Regions from separate parts of the Sus scrofa genome. Here region 2 is linked to region 1. A link is a contact called in public HiChIP or PLAC-seq data. All regions are on one chromosome and are shown on one strand. Each heading gives the region's core, a stretch centred on a gene start, on an enhancer-like site or on the middle of the called end of the contact. The rest is flanking DNA. Distances are from core to core; before and after follow the strand shown.

Evidence for each region. HiChIP or PLAC-seq counts read pairs in DNA pulled down with a chosen protein or histone mark.
Region 2: a contact with region 1 is called in an H3K27ac HiChIP or PLAC-seq map of skeletal muscle. The contact joins two enhancer-like sites. A contact is called at or near these places in 2 of 47 Hi-C or Micro-C datasets (psoas muscle and skeletal muscle) and 1 of 2 datasets of contacts at active chromatin or transcription factors (skeletal muscle).

Annotation. Positions count from the first base shown.
Region 1 is chr6:70,375,199-70,383,061 of Sscrofa11.1, forward strand. The region is part of intron 1 of UBE4B (ubiquitin conjugation factor E4 B); the gene reads left to right. Among named protein-coding and RNA genes, the nearest start is that of UBE4B, 33 kb to the left of the region's middle. Within about 2 kb of position 3,878, at least 9 of the 83 cell types and tissues checked have an H3K27ac peak or open chromatin away from gene starts, as enhancers often do. A contact at or near this core is called in skeletal muscle, where this site is marked.
Region 2 is chr6:70,531,883-70,539,745 of Sscrofa11.1, forward strand. It overlaps KIF1B (kinesin-like protein KIF1B), which reads left to right. Exons shown (of 46, transcript XM_021095324.1): 3 at 3,711-3,787; 4 at 4,527-4,706. Among named protein-coding and RNA genes, the nearest start is that of KIF1B, 41 kb to the left of the region's middle. Within about 2 kb of position 2,734, at least 31 of the 83 cell types and tissues checked have an H3K27ac peak or open chromatin away from gene starts, as enhancers often do. A contact at or near this core is called in skeletal muscle, where this site is marked.

The DNA of each region.
Region 1 (7,863 bases), core at 2,628-5,127:
GGAAAACTTCCTTCAAGCACGTATTGCAGTGAGTCAGGACATTTATTCTGGGTTTGTATCACTGAGGAGAATATCTGAATTTAACATCTCAGGCTGAACTTGGCACCCAGCTTTAAAGTGGCTTTGTGTTTTTTTCCAAGAGCAGTGTGTGTGCTTTCTCAAAGGTCATAATATTATTCCATGAACAGTAAATTTTATGTGTAGTGCATTTTCTAGTATTTTTCACTTATTTGGCAAATAATTAAAGAGCACCTACTCTGTGCCAGGCGTTCTTCCAGGCATCATGAGACATGAGAGGAAAAAAACTGAGAAAAGCCCTTGCCTAAAGCTCTTAGAGGAGTTCTCATCTTGGCACAGCAGGAACAAACCCGATTAGTATCCACGAGGACACAAGTTCAATCAATCCCTGGCCTCGCTCAGTGGGTTAAGGATCTGGCGTTGCCTTGAGCTATGGTATAGGGCGAAGACGAGGCTCGGATCTGGTGTTGCTCTGGCTGTGGTGTAGGCCGGCGGCTGCAGCTCCTATTTTTTGACCCCTAGCCTGGGAAACCGCCAGTATGCTGTGATATGGCCCTAAACAAACAAACAAACAAACACATCGCGTAGCGTAGGGGGATAGTGGGCATGTGGGCATGCGGTACCCAAAGAAATATCACACATGTTGGTAGGTCAGGGAAGAGCCATAGAGATAAAATGCCGTCGGGAACAGGACAGAGTGGTTTTCGCACACCTCTCTGAGGAAGGTACTGTTTAACCCCATGTGAAGATGGAAATGCAGGGAACTTTCCGGAGCCACCGAGGTTAAATTTCAGGTTCAGGTCAAGCGTGGGCTCTTAAAGTTCAGCTGCTTCTGACGTAGCAAAACTTGTAGCAAATCCCCAGATGCTGGTTTCCGTGAAAATTTAAAGTCTCTTCACCAGGTGTTCTGTTGTATTGGGGTGTATACACAAACACATGTAAACATTGGAATACTGCCTTAATTTCAGTATCAGTTAAGTACAGCGTTTATATCAGGTATTGTAATTTACACCAAATTTTAGAAATTGTAGAGTCCTCATAAAGAATGGAGCATTTCCAGCGGGTCTTGAAGGATTCAATAGGGTTTATTTTTTAAAATTCTATCTGAAAGATGAAAAAGAATGTTCATAACTTAAAGTTATGAAGACTAATAGGCGTAACTCACTACCCATAGTTGTAAGTATACAACCCAGTGAATTTTCTAAGTGGAGGCACCTGTGAAACTAGCGTTTTTTTTTTCTTTTTAAAGCATTACTGGCACCCCAAAAGCTCACTCCCACGTCGTCTCCCCTGTACCCCCAGACCTCCCATCAATAGTAACCACTATCCGACTAATGCTGTAGTTTACTCTTTTTGTTTTTGAAACTTTAAGTGGAGTCATGCAATCTTTGCTTTTTCACATCTGGCTTTTTTTGGTCAGCATTGTTGGTGAGAGTCATCCAGGTGGTTGCAGAGAGCACAGGTTCGTTCATTTGGTTGCTCCGTTTACTCCAGGGCAGGAATGGAACACCAGTCGCGACCTTCACCTGTGGTTGTTAAAGCATTTTTATGGAGGCTCTTGCACTTAACTGTAACAACTCCCTAGCAAAGCAATTAGGGGCTGCGTTGATTAGCTCTGTTTTCTAGCTGAGGAAGTGAGTTAAGTGTGCTGTGGCATGGGTTCAGTCTGGGAGCTTCTGTGTGTAGTGGGCGCAGCCAGGGAAAATAAAAGAAAATATCTATATAAAAGAAAAGAGAAAAAAGTTGTGCGACCCATCACAACCATTACAGCCAGTGCGTGGGGCACCAGCATGCAGGCTTCCTGATGGATCCTGGGTTCATTTCACTCCGCTAGACCACATTTCTTCCCGTGTCTTAAAGGCAGCCCCCCCCGCCGCCCCCCGATAGTAGAGTCTGTCCATGTGCACGCTCACTCCTCTTCACCGGGGTGGGCAGTGGACCTTTGTGGTCGTCACTCATTTGCACATTCCCTCCGTGCCCTGTTCCTCTCCCTCTTACTTGCTCAGCTGCCTGCCCACACTGCACCTGCGAAGCTCTCTGTGGCTGAAGACAGATATTCCACTGTATTGACTGATCTCATTGGGTTTGTTTTGAATTCATGATCCCCTGCCTCACGAGCTTGCTTAGTGGTGCCCAGCCAGTCTTATTTCCTTAGTACGTTCTTTCCCTTTTTTTTTTTTTTTTTTTTTGCTCTTTTAGGCTCGCAGCTGTGGCATATGGATGTTCCCAGGCCAGAGGTCGAATCAGAGCTGAAGCTGCCAGCCTACACCACAGCAACGCAGAATCCGAGCCGCATCTGCGACCTACACCACAGCTCACAGCAATGCCAGATCCTTAACCCACTGAGCGAGGCCAGGCATTGAACCTGTGTCCTTTTTTTTTTTTTTAATGGCCATACCTGTGGTATATGGAAGTCCCCCGGCTAGGGGTCAAATCATGCCAGCCTACATCACAGCAACGCAGGGTCTAAGCCTTGTCTTCGACCTACACCACAGCTCACGGCAACGCCAGATCCTTAACCCACTGAGCGAGGCCAGGGATCGAACCCACAACCTCCTGGTTCCTGGTCGGATTCGTTTGCGTTGGGCCATGACGGGAACTCCGTCCTTTGTACTTTGGTTCTCTCTCTCCTAGACGACTGCTTTATATCTGCTCTTCTCTCTTGAAAGCCCTGCCTCCGCTTCCGCACTCCTCTCGGATCTTTCATCCTGTCTCCCCTTGCACTGAGAGGATGCAGGCTGTCGTGGGCGAGTAGGGTCTTCGAACACAAACAGGCAGAAGCCTCTCTCCACCCTACTTTCCCTCCCTTGTGTCCCTCCCCTGCCCCGGGTTAGCTACTCTCCTTTTCATAGTAAAATTCTCAGAAGTCTCTGCTTCCTGTCTCCGCTTCTTTCCTTCCCATCCTTTCTTGGACCCACTCCAGTCACGTTTTCACCTGCCACGTTCGATTGATCCACACAGCCCTTGACCAGGTCCTCAACCACACCTCGGGGCCAGAGCAGCCATCCCTCTTCCTTGAAGTGCTGATTGGTTTCTAGGAAGCCAGTCTCGAGAGCTCGCCCTAGAGGCCTCTCGCCACCACTTCCTCAGTCTCCTTTATTGGTCTGAGCTCCTGTCCCCAACCTCGCTGGGTGCCGTGTTGCTGGGCTTCATCCCAGGGGTCTGATCTCATCGGCTGTGCCTGCTCTGCCTCGTGGCTTCCTGTGCCCTCCAGAAGCGGCAGCTCTCACACTGTCGTCCTCACCAGCCCGCTGTCCCACGCCACCTGCGTATTTAGTAATCCTGTGTCTCCAAGAATGTTTTCTCTCTGCTTGCCTCCTTCTTACTGTCTTCACCTCTGACACCCATCCGATAAACTGCTTGGGCCCAGGGCTTTGGCATCCTCCTTGCCCCTTCTGGGTTTATCCTGCCCGTCACCCAGATTTCAAATAGGTTCATATTTTTTCCAGAAATGGTGTGTGCGCTCTTTAATAATACTCTGTGAACAGTGCGTACCTCACCACTTCTCCCATCCTTCCGTGTGTATAATAATCTGTCAGCACATCCTGTGAGCTTGAACTCTCTTCTCAAAATGTAGCCCAAACTGACCACTGGCCACCCCCCAGCCTCGTCCTGGTTACCCCCCACCTTCCTGTAGGTGGTGGCAGTAGCATCCGGAGTCGTCTCGCTGCCTCCTTTCTTTCTCCTCTACCGTTGATTCTCCACAGCAGCCAAAATAATGATTTACAGTGTAGGTCAAATCCGGTTACTGTTCTGATCCAAACCCCTTGGTGGTTTCCCAGTCCTTTGACAGTGGCCCTCAAAGCCCCTTGTTATCTCTGACCTCGCTCCTGCCGTTTCCCCCTTGCGCACTCTGCTCGGCCACACTGTCCTCACTGACCTTGAGCCGGCAGGCCGGTCCCGCCCCACTCCCCTGAGACCCGAGGAGCTTGCTGTCTTTTTTGCCTCAGGAGTTTTCAGATGCCCCCTTGACCAGAGGGCTTTTCAACCCACCTCAAGTAAACACGGCAGTGCCCTCTCCCCCGCGTGCCCTCCCGCCCCTCCCCTACTTTATTGTCCTCGCTCCTGGCCCCCTGGCGTCACGTTTGTTCACGTGGCCTCATCCTCTCGGCCACTGTGAGGATCGGAGCCCCAGGAGCGCAGGCCGTGTGTCCTTAACGGTGGCCCTTGATGACTGCTGCTGATGAATGAAGAGAAGTCCCTATCAGAAGTCAGACCTGCCGCCTGGGCTCCAAATGTTCCGTTAAACTTGCTCATCGTGGCCTCAGCGCTCCCTCAGCTCTGTCTGTGAACTGCACCCTCGTTCTGTAGGTACTGGGCAGTTATGTGGCAAGTGCTGAGCCCGATGCTGGGGATACCAGGTTAGGGGCTTCTGTTCCGCTAGGGAAACAGCGTGAAGACAGCGAGTCAGTAGATCAGCTATTTATAGACTGTGATGCACGCTGCAAGGCTGTGACTGGAGCTCTCATGTCAAGCACGTGGGCTATACAGGGCCCTGTAGATCCGACGGTCAAAGGAGTCCTTCAGGAAGTGATATTCCAGCTGAGAATGGAAGGATGAGCAAGAACCAGCCGTGCCAAGAATGAGGGCAAGGGCTCCAAGGCCAAAGGAATGGCAAGAGACCAGAGGCAAGACAGAGCTAAGACGTTCTAGGAACTGTCAGAGGGCTGGAGTGGCTGCTGCCTGGCGTGGGACCCCTCGACCCGGGAGAGGCGGGCGTGGCTCTGTACAACCTGGCAAGGGTTCCATTTTTTTCCCAGGTGTAGTAGGTAGCCACTGATGGGTTTATGGAAGCCCGGGACAGTGATTTATGTTTTTAGAGAATTACTGTGATTGCTGTTTTGAGAACGGGTCGTAGAGGGAGCTGTGATGATGCTGTATTTATTTATTTAAGTTTATTGAAGTATCGTTGATGGGAGTTCTTCTGTGCCTCAGCAGGTTAAGAATCCGGTGTCACTGTAGTGGCTCAGGTCCGTGCTGTGTCACATGTTTGATCCTTGGTCTAGAAACTTCCACATGCCATGGGCACAGCCAAAAAAAAAGTATAGTTGATTTACAGCGTTGTGTTAATTTCTGCTGTACGGCCACGTGACTCGTGTGTGAGTTGTGTGTGTATTCTTTTTCATGTTCTTTTCCGTTGCGGTTTGTCACAGGACGTGGAATGCAGTCCCCTGTGCTGTACGGTAGGACCTTGTTGTTTGTCCACTGTGTATCTCATAGTTTACCTCTGCTAACCCTTAACCCACTGAGCGAGGCTGGGGATTGAACCCAGGTCCTCATGGTTCCTAGTTGGGTTTGTTAACTGCTGAGCCATGAAGGGAACTCCCAGGACCATTTTATTTATACATTTATCTATTGATAGACCTTTTGGCTCTTGGAAATAATGCTCCTGTGAACATGGGTAAAAAAAATAGCTGTTCGCGTCCCCACTTTGAGTTCTTTTGGGTATAATGTACTTAGGAGTCGAATGACCGGATCGTGTGATAATCTATTTTTAGTTTTTTGAGGAACTGCCACTCCGTTTTCCATAGTGGCTGCACCATTTGACATTCCCACTACCAGTCTGCAGTTTCTCCACACCCTTGCTAAAAGGTGTAATTTGGGAGGATTTTCTTTTTCTTCAATGGTAGCCATCTTTGTGGGTGTGAGGTGTTACCTCATTGTGGTTTTGATGTGCATTTCAGAAATCTAAAGCTTTGAAAATATTTAAAGAAAGGCATAGGGGCCCCTGCCCTCACTGGGCCGCGTGGACCCAGGGAGATCCACTTGGAAGCTTTTGCGGAGGTCCTGGTGAGAGGATGGTGGCCCAGGAGGGTGGGGGCAGAGGAGTTGGGAAGGTGGCTGCGGGTGGAAGGAACAGGGCTTGGTGGTGAATTGCCTGTGTTTGAGGAGACGAAGCAGGAAAGCTGTGACACAGAGCCCGGGTCCCTGCCCTGCTCATGGGGCTGGGGACCCACAGGGCGTGGGAGCTTCCAGTCCGCCTCATCCACTCTCCACCCACCCCAGTGAAGTGTAGTTGAGAGAACTGCTTCGGTAGCTTCTCTGAGGGAGTTTTCATCCCAGGACCAATCTCCTGGGAGGGTTGGCGACGGCGGTCACTTGTCCCTTCCCTGTTGGGGTGGCTCAGCGAGCCCTGCGCCCCTGTGCAGACCAGGCCCTGAGCTGGACTTCAGGGAGTTGAAGGCGAGGGAGGGAGACGCAGCGTGGGGCCGTGGTTCTCAAAGGTGTGGGTCCCAGGCCTCCGTTGCACACGCAGCAAACGCTGTGACTCCCGGAGAGCTTTGGTTTTTAGGTGGGTGCCGTCCGTTGATAGTTACCATGATAGGAACGCTGGGAAGCTTAGGAAGATAGTTATTCTTTAAAAAATAATAAAAGCCATTGTATGTTAATATTGATGTGTTTTTAATGAAAACAACTACATTTTCCAGCACAAACAAATTTAGGGAGTGACATGGTTCTCGCTTTTGTAAATCTTCTCAGTGTCTAACGTAATAGAAGACAGCTGGATTCTCGTAGTAACTTCTGTATTTAATTTGCTGCAATACCGCTTATCACGGAGCCTCAGAAAAACTCCACTGAACATCTGTGAGAGAATGAGCAGGACGAAGGCAGATGTCCTTGTGTTGTTATAAACATAGTTTGGGCCTCACAGCCCCTCTGAGGGGGTCTTGGAAACCCTCAGATATGCCTGGACGGTGGTTTATGGTAAGAGCACAGACACCAGAGCCAGGCTGCCTGAGTTCACCTTCCAGCTCTGCCACTTACCCGGTAGGCGAGATACGAGCATCTGTGCCTCAGTTAGTGCATATGTAAAACGGATGTCGTGTAAGTGCCTGCCTCGATGGGTGACGATGAGGATCAACTAAGGTAGACAATAGTGTTAAGCGCTCAGAACGGTGCTGGGCAAAGTGCTAGAAGAAGCGCTTCGTCGACGTCTATTTATCTTGGGGGCCGTGCCATGGCACGTGGAAGTTCCGGGGCCAGAGATCAAACCTGAACCACAGCAGCAACCTGAGCCTCTGCAGTGGCAACACCGGGTCCTTCACCCAACGACCCACCAGAGAATTCCTGCATCCTGTTAAATAAATTCGGAGTTCCTACTGTGTTGCAACGGGATTGGCAGCGTCTCTGCAGCACCAGAACGCAGGTTCCGTCCCCAGCCTGGCACAGGGGCTTAAAGGATCCAGCATTACCACAGCTGCTGCGTAGGTCACAGTGGTGGCTTGGATTTAATCCTCGGCCCAGGAATTCCATATGTTGCAGGTTGGCCAAAAAAGAGAATGAGTGAATGAATGAATGAATGGTTAAGACCTAATTCTTTCCTTCAAGGAATTTAATCTGGTTAAGGAGATGGATGAACAACCAAACAACTTCAGGATTTTGTATAAATTCATTGGTAGATGTATTTATAACAGGGGCACCAGAAGGGCCTCTGAACTTTGGGGTAAAGAATCAGGATGTTCTTGTCTGAACAACAGAAGGAGCTGATTTCCAACAATGGTGGAATGACAGACAGATTCTTAGTTCAGACAAGGTCCAGCCCAGTTAGCATCTTCCTCTGCCTTATTCATCATGGAAAGAGTGTTCGCAGCTTCCCATGAGTTGGTTTGCTTCTTTGATGCCTACTTAATAGCCAAAGGCCTTATGCTTGTTGTTACCCAATGCCTGGGCGGACAGGTGCTCAGTGAGAGTTTATTGCCTGCCAGTCAATTAGTCACTATCAAAACGCGGGGAAAGCATTTCTGAGGTCCCCTGGGATTTTGTGATCACTTGACAACTCTGGGATGTAATTATAAAGAAGTTACAGATTATATTTTTATTGAAATTAAGAAAAACCTATTAATT
Region 2 (7,863 bases), core at 1,484-3,983, 160 kb after region 1:
TTTGAAAATTAACATTTATATGTACTTAATCATTTAATTCTGCGAACTTGGTATTATCTCAGTTTTAGAGAAGATGCAGAGGTGTAACAAACAATACCCAAGGTCACAAAAAAATCTAAATATGCTTCTTAATTGTTCTTGCTGATGCTGGTCCTTTGGTTCCAAATCCTATATCCTTTCTATTGCATGTACACTCTCCCCCCTCCTCTCTTTTATTAATGGTTGGAAACATCCTGTTTCTTAGTTGGGTTAAAGGAAGTGAGTTAGATCTCAGTTGTTATTTAGAAAGAAAAATCCTTTGGCACATTTGAGAATGTTAATTCATTGTCGTTGGAAATAATAGTGGAGTTCATGGGCTTCTAATGAGCTCAAGTGCTGAGCTCAACAATTTTTTTTTCCTTTGCAGAGTTCTGGAATTTTAATTTTTTTTTTTTTTACTAGGAAGTATTTCATATATTCAAGATAATGCAATGTATATATAAATATTAACAGTAATATAAAACAGGAGTTCCCTCTGTCGAGCAATGGGATTGGGGGCATCTTGAGAGGGCTGGGATGTAAGTTCGATCCCTGGCCTGGCACAGTGGATTAAAGGATCCGATGTTGCCACAACTGTGGCTTAGGTTGAACTGTGATGTGATCCCTGGTTCAGGGTGCCAAAAAAAAGAAGGAAAGAAACAAAGAAAAAATATATATATAAAACAAATGATCCTGTAACTATTACCCATCCTAACATAGAAATTACCCATAGATTCTGAGTCTTTGTACTTTCCCCCAAGGCAAGTAATAAGAATATTGAATTTTGCATTTTTCCAAGGTGTCTTAAAGAAATATCTTTCATTTAGGAATTAAAATCTTTTAAATAGTGTGGATAAATTTCATCTTGTTTGACATAGCATATAAAATAGCTTTTAAAAATTATATTCTGATTTACTTATATTAAAATAGAAAGGAGGGAGTTCCCATCGTGGCGCAGTGGTTAATGAACCCAACTAGGAACCATGAGGTTGCGGGTTCGATCCCTGGCCTTGCTCAGTGGGTTAACGATCCGGCGTTGCCGTGAGCTGTGGTGTAGGTTGCAGACGCGGCTCGGATCCCGCGTTGCTGTGGCTCTGGCGTAGGCTGGTGGCTATAGCTCCGATTAGACCCCTAGCCTGGGGACCTCCATATGCCATGAAAGCAGCCCAAGAAAATGGCAAAAAGACAAAAAAAAAAAAAAAAAAAAAAAAAAAAAAAAAAGAAAGGATTTTGTTGTCTGGAGGCAGTTATTTGGTGTAGTAATATGCAAAAGTACAAATATAATGTTGTAAACATGAAACTTGTGTTACAAATCTGTGTTACTTCAATAAAAAATAAATTTTAAAAACTCAAATTTGAAGGAAAAACAAAGGATGTATCTTTCTTTTTTTTTAATTTTTTTTTTTTTTAATTTTCCCACTGTACAGCAAGGGGGTCAGGTTATCCTTACATGTATACATTACAATTACATTTTTTCCCCCACCCTTTCTTCTGTTGCAACGTGAGTATCTAGACAAAGTTCTCAATGCTATTCAGCAGGAGGATGTATCTTTCTGATCTTTCTTTGTGTACCTAACAATACACAGCAAATGTGCCAGAAGAAAGTTTGTTAAATGAATTCATACATCCAGGTGCTGAATGAAATAAATAATAGCAGGAAGGAAAAAATAGATAAAAATTAAAGGCAGCTTGGTTTTGAAGCTGGAAGTTAGGAAAATTTATTAGTTTCAGAAGTCTCAACAATCTGGGATAGAAGAGTACATTAAGGAAGTGGAAAAGGATTTCATGTGAATCTAGGAAATTACTCACTGGTGTAGTTTTTCTTTACCAGGTAAAAGAGAACAGAAGGGTAGGATCTAAAAACTAGCTCTTTCTTAAGTCGTCTTGGCGGAATCGGTGTTGGCAGTGAGTAGTTAAAAGAACGAATGAGGTATGGCTTAAAAGTTTGATGACAGCATATTTCCTAGAGGTTAGAAAGTGTTTATTTTAACCCTGTTTTTGAGTGGTGAAGACTACTTTAGGGGTCATATTATACATCTTGTTATTGTCCTTATTGCTGAGCCACTGAAACCTGGAATCTGGCTCACAAAGTATGATATCAGTTTCCTTTTCTTGGTGGAGTTGGTGTGTGTGGTCTTTCATCTTTTAGGAACTATATAATTCTAATAATTCCTAGTTTCAGATGGGTAAGGAGAGTTCTAAACAATGCCTGCGGTACAGTTTCGGGGGTTCATAAACATGTGCCTACACATAGAAGTGCCTTCTTGTGTCTGCCTTGGTGATCACCGCATATAGGGAGTATTTACATGGTGGGTGACTGGGCTCAGAAGCCAGCCTCTCCCAGTTCACATCCTGAATTGCCACTAGCTAGCTCCACAGCCTTGGGTAAGTTTCTTAACCTCTTTGTGATGGTTTCTTTGTAAAATGGGGACAGTGAAACATCTGCCATTGAGTGGTTGGGAGGATTAAATGGGTTAATGCTCGGAAAGTACTTAGAGCTCAGAGTAAGTGCTCCATGAATGCTGACTGTTCTTTAAATCTCCATAGGTAGCGCCTTTTGTTTAGAAGCCTACTTCTTTCTTTGCTTAGGTTACCATTTGTGTGGGGGGAGATGTTCTTTCTGGAACTATGTCTTCTTGTCACATGATTATGTGCAGTGTGCGCCTTATTAATACTCTGTCAGCATTTGAGGTTGGAACATAAGTGTGGCCATACCCTGTGGAATCCAGCCAGAGAGAACTAAGCACCGTAGCAACTGTTGCTATTTGTGTCCTGAGCAGCAGCTGCCCGGGACAGATTTATTTTTTAATCCTGATCTCACTGATAGCCTGGGACGTGGTCTTGGCCTTAGAGAAGTGGATTGGTTGAGATGCATGGTCTTTGAGAAGATTTCATGACCACATGTTTTAAAGATCCTATTCCATGTGAAATATGAAGTGCTAAAGCTTCATGTGGGTGAGGGAGGAAGGGAAGCCAGGCCCCAGCTTTCAGTCAGTCCCTGAAGTATGTGACTGGATTAATCACACCACAGATCACTTCTAATATGGGCGACGAGACTTCGTACTTTTCAGTCAAAAGCAATTTTACTGTTTATGAGCTTCTGCAGATGATTTAGAGGTCTGTGATTCTAGTGTGTACACACATCCATGTATGTACACATGTGTGTATATATATATATATGTAATAACTTATCTATTAGTTATTATCAGCTGTGGACTTCAGAAATAAAAATAAAACTTTCCAATGAAGCATTCTTAAGTAGGTAAAAGGAGTTTGTTTCACATAGTGTTTGGATAAATTGAATAATTTTCTGATTTTTATTTCTGGTGTCTTGAAATATTTCTGGCCTTATGAAGTATCTTGAAATAGTAACATGGCCCATTTCTAAATTTGGTCTGCTAACTTACCTAAGATTCAGTCTCAAAGTATTTCCTGAGCACCTACTATGTACCAGGCTCTGTTGTAAATCCTGACAACATCTAGTGAATGTTGTTGGTCTCATTCTTTTCAAGTTCAATATATAGGTCCTACCTATTAAAAATGTGATTGTTCTGGGGTTTTGGTTGCCCTGTTCAGATTCAGTGGTACAAAATTACTGATTTGGATGTTTTGAGCTTCCAACATAACATCATGTTGAATTAAAGAACATTTAACTGAGTGACTTATGAAATCAAAACATTTTCATCCTTTAGGTATTATTAACCCAAAGAACCCAAAGGAAGCTCCAAAGTCCTTCAGCTTTGACTACTCCTACTGGTCTCACACCTCGGTGAGTGTTCTCACAGAACTGTGTAGTAGAACAGTGTGGGGTTTAAACATTTTGAAAGAGTCTGCGGGTCCACAAGGAAGGCGAAGATCACCAACATCTAGGGAAATGAAGAGTAGGACCCTTCACAGTATACCCTCACCCCAAAGGACCCCAAAATCTTGCTGGCTTCTAGGGATTGTTCCTAGAGTTTGCTTCTGCATCTCTTTGTTATGCTTTTTGTTTTTGTTCTTTTTTTCCCCCTGTTTTGTGTTAGGAGATGTTTTAAACTATTGCAAAGCCTGATTGCCAAGGGAAAGGCCTGTGAAAGGGATTGGAAAACATTCATCACTGAAGACTGTGTTTATTGCGAAAAATAGCCACACCTCGTAGAGCAAATTCAAAGAAATATTTTTATTGGTGGACTTGATCTTTGATCTTCCAGTCCTGTTTTCCACTTAGGAAAATTTTCTTGGAGCTCCCTATGAGTATAAGAGTGATACTTTCAAGGCCATAGAAATGTAATGAAACTACATTAATCACATCAGATAATTTCATGTAGATATTTTTATGTATAGATGACCTGGATGTCTCTAATAGTGCATGTGTGTGTGTGTGTGTTTAATGAGAAAAATATATGTGGGGGGACTTAAATATTTAGTTGATTCTTCTGATTCTAAACACTTTTATTATAGAAGTTTTGAATAAGCATAGGAAGGAGTATGAATAAAACACCACTTCTTTTTCCTCTTGATCTTTATAGCCGGAAGATCCCTGTTTTGCGTCTCAAAATCGGGTCTACAATGACATTGGAAAGGAGATGCTGTTACATGCCTTCGAGGGATATAATGTCTGTATTTTTGCCTATGGGCAGACTGGCGCTGGAAAGTCTTATACAATGATGGGTAAACAAGAAGAAAGCCAGGCTGGCATCATTCCACAGGTAAAAACAAAAAAGAAAACAATGAAAAACATTTGTTCTTACGCTTAGTCCTCGGTTTCTTTCTCAGTTTTTTTTATTTAGCAAACATTTATTCAGGGACTACTGTATGTGAGGCACAAAGATAAAGTACCTATTCCTTTCACATAAAGATAAAGTACCTGTTCCTTTCCGTCAGAGGAGCTATCAGTGTGGTAGACAAGATTGATATGTACTCATGTTTGTCTTTAAAGGTGGGAAAATTGACCTTCTGTAACAGTTCTGCTATATATCCAATGTCATGTTATTTTACCTTCTGAACAATGTTACCAGCATCTTTAAAAAATGAGAGTATGTACCAGTCTCTGTTCTGTATCCTGGGGACACCTAGGGATGTTGTTGATCTGATTTTTTTTCCCACAAGTTCATATATAGATCACCTTTTAACAATGTGATTATTTTGGGTTTTTTTTTTTTTTTTTTGGTCTTTTTGCTATTTCTTGGGCTACTCCCACAGCATATGGAGGTTCCCAGGCTAGGGGTCCAATCGGAGCTGTAGCCCCCGGCCTACGCCAGAGCCACAGCAACATGGGATCCGAGCCGCGTCTGCAACCTACACCACAGCTCATGGCAACGCCATATCGTCAACCCACTGAGCAAGGGCAGGGATCGAACCCGCAACCTCATGGTTCCTAGTCGGATTTGTTAACCACTGAGCCACGATGGGAACTCCTATTTTTGTTTTTTGAATGCCTTTCCTTTTATCTTATTAAATGAACGCTACCACTTTAAGCTTGAACAACCTGAGTTTTTGTTTTGTTTTGTTTTGTTTTGTTTTTTTTAGGGCCTCCCTTGTGGCATATGGAAATGTCCGGGCTAGGAATTGAATTGGAGCTGCAGCTGCCGGCCTACACCACAGCCACAGCAACAGGGATTTGAGCCACAGCAGCTCACGGCAACACTGGATCCTTAACCCACTGAGTGAGGCCAGGGATCAAACCCACCATCCTCATGGATGCTAGTCAGGTTCTTTACCACTGAACCATGATGGGAACTCCCAACCTGAGATTTTTTTTAAAAGAGCGGTTAGTCTTTGTTTTGTTTGAGAATAGAGAAGAGTTGTGACTTAGTCACCTTTAGAAAGAGTGCCCTTTTTTTTTTTGCTTTTTAGGGCTGCATCCTCAGCATATGAAGGTTCCCAGGGTAGGGTTTGAATCGGAGCTACAGCTGCTGGCCTACACCACAGCCACAGCAATGCAGGATCTGAGCTGTAGTTGAGCTACACCATAACTCACAGCAGTGCCAGATCCTTAACCCATTGGGTGATGCCAGGGATCGAACCCGCATCCTCATGGATCCTAGTCAGGTTCATTACCCACTGAGTCATGAGGGGAACTCCTCGAAGGAGTGTCTTTTGCCAATAATAGGAACACAGTTTGCTTTTATTAATGGATATTTGGGATTAATTTTAAAGTGTTCTTTTACTTTAGGCCTGATGTGTGGCCATCGTTATATTCTGAAAATAAAATACCTAAGGTGGTAGTAGCTGCTATTTCAAATGGATTATTGGCTTATAATTTTTAATTCAGCTGTATAATTAAAATGCTTAATTATTAATAAGGATTAGGATATTTTCAGAAAAAAATTAAATGTACTAGCATATTTTTTTTCCTCTAAAAAGTACATGTCTGTATCAAGACATATTTGGAAGAGCTCCCACTGTGGCACAGCAGGATCAGTGGTGTCTTGGGAGCCACTGGGGCACAGGTTCAATCTCTGACCTGGCACAGTGGATTGGCGATACAGTGTTGCTGCAGCTACATCTTAGGTTGCCACTCTGGCTCTGATCTGTTTCCTGGCCAGGGAGCTCCATATGCCACGGGGTGGCCAAAAATGACCAAAAAAAAAAAAAAAAGATTTGGAAATTGTCCTTTGTTGTAGTAATGGTAATAATTGTAATACTAATAAAAGAAAATATTATGTAATGCTCACCATGTGCCAGGACAGGTCTACATGCTTTACAAATATTAGCTCATCTGTTCTTCCTCATGTGCCCCTGAGAGGTAGGTGCTCTTCTAACTCTCATTTATACATGATGGGACTGAGGCACAGAGAGATCTTGTCACTTGCCCGAGTGAGTGGAAGAGCCGGAATCCAAAAGTAGGCAAGGTAGTTCTGGAGTCTTTGCTTTTACTGCTGTGTAGTCATTTCTTTGGCAGTAAAATAGCTGTTTATAGATTATAGCAAGTAGTAGTATTCATTTTATCCCATTAACCCCACTTAGTCTCTCCTTCTCTTTGCTTTAATTTGTTTGCTATTGTAAGTCTTGTATAGTTACATACCTCTTTTCTGGTAGGATTTTGGGATATTATATTTTAATGCCAACGTATGAATTTTTTAAAAGACTGGGATTATTTAGAAACTGCCACTTAAAATACATTCTAAATTCTATTTAGACTTCTAGAGAATCATGAAATATAGTTCATTTTTCGAATGCATGTTCATTGCGTTAATACTAGACATAGAGCAAATGAAAATTCAGTGGGTTTTTTATTATTCTTATTAAAACAGCCCATATTTTAAAATAAACTCAAAGGATAGGGAGAGTGGAATTTTATAATTTTCCTGATTCAGAAAAATTAATGTTACTGTGTAATAGAGTGGAATTTTACTGTGTAATAGGGTTGGAATTTTAAGACAAAGGTAAAGGGAAAATTTTTATAGAATCAAAATTATTCTTGAAAGTGCCTTCATTTACTTCCTTAAATGCTGTGTTATCTCTCTATACATGTGTGTATGTATTTATTTATAATGTCTATACTAACTGACAGCATGTAATAAAACATATGTATGAGTAATAAATGTACAAGGTATGGTTTAATAGTAGTTTTACTCCTACAGTTAGTCTTACTCCTCTAGTACTGATACTAGAGTCACAGCTAATTCTGTAATAGTATGAAGAGTTGAAATTAGTGACATAAGTAATTCTTCCTCTTCCCCTAAATGTGGTTTCTTTCTAAGGAAACATTATTGAGATGATATTGGTGAGGGAGAGTTGAGATTAGATGAGAAGAATGTATTTAAAACTTTGTTTTATTTCATTCAAAGTATTTCCCTTTGATGTCGATAACATTAATACTTAAAGAAAGAGAAAAGGGATCTCATGAATTCCTTTAGCACT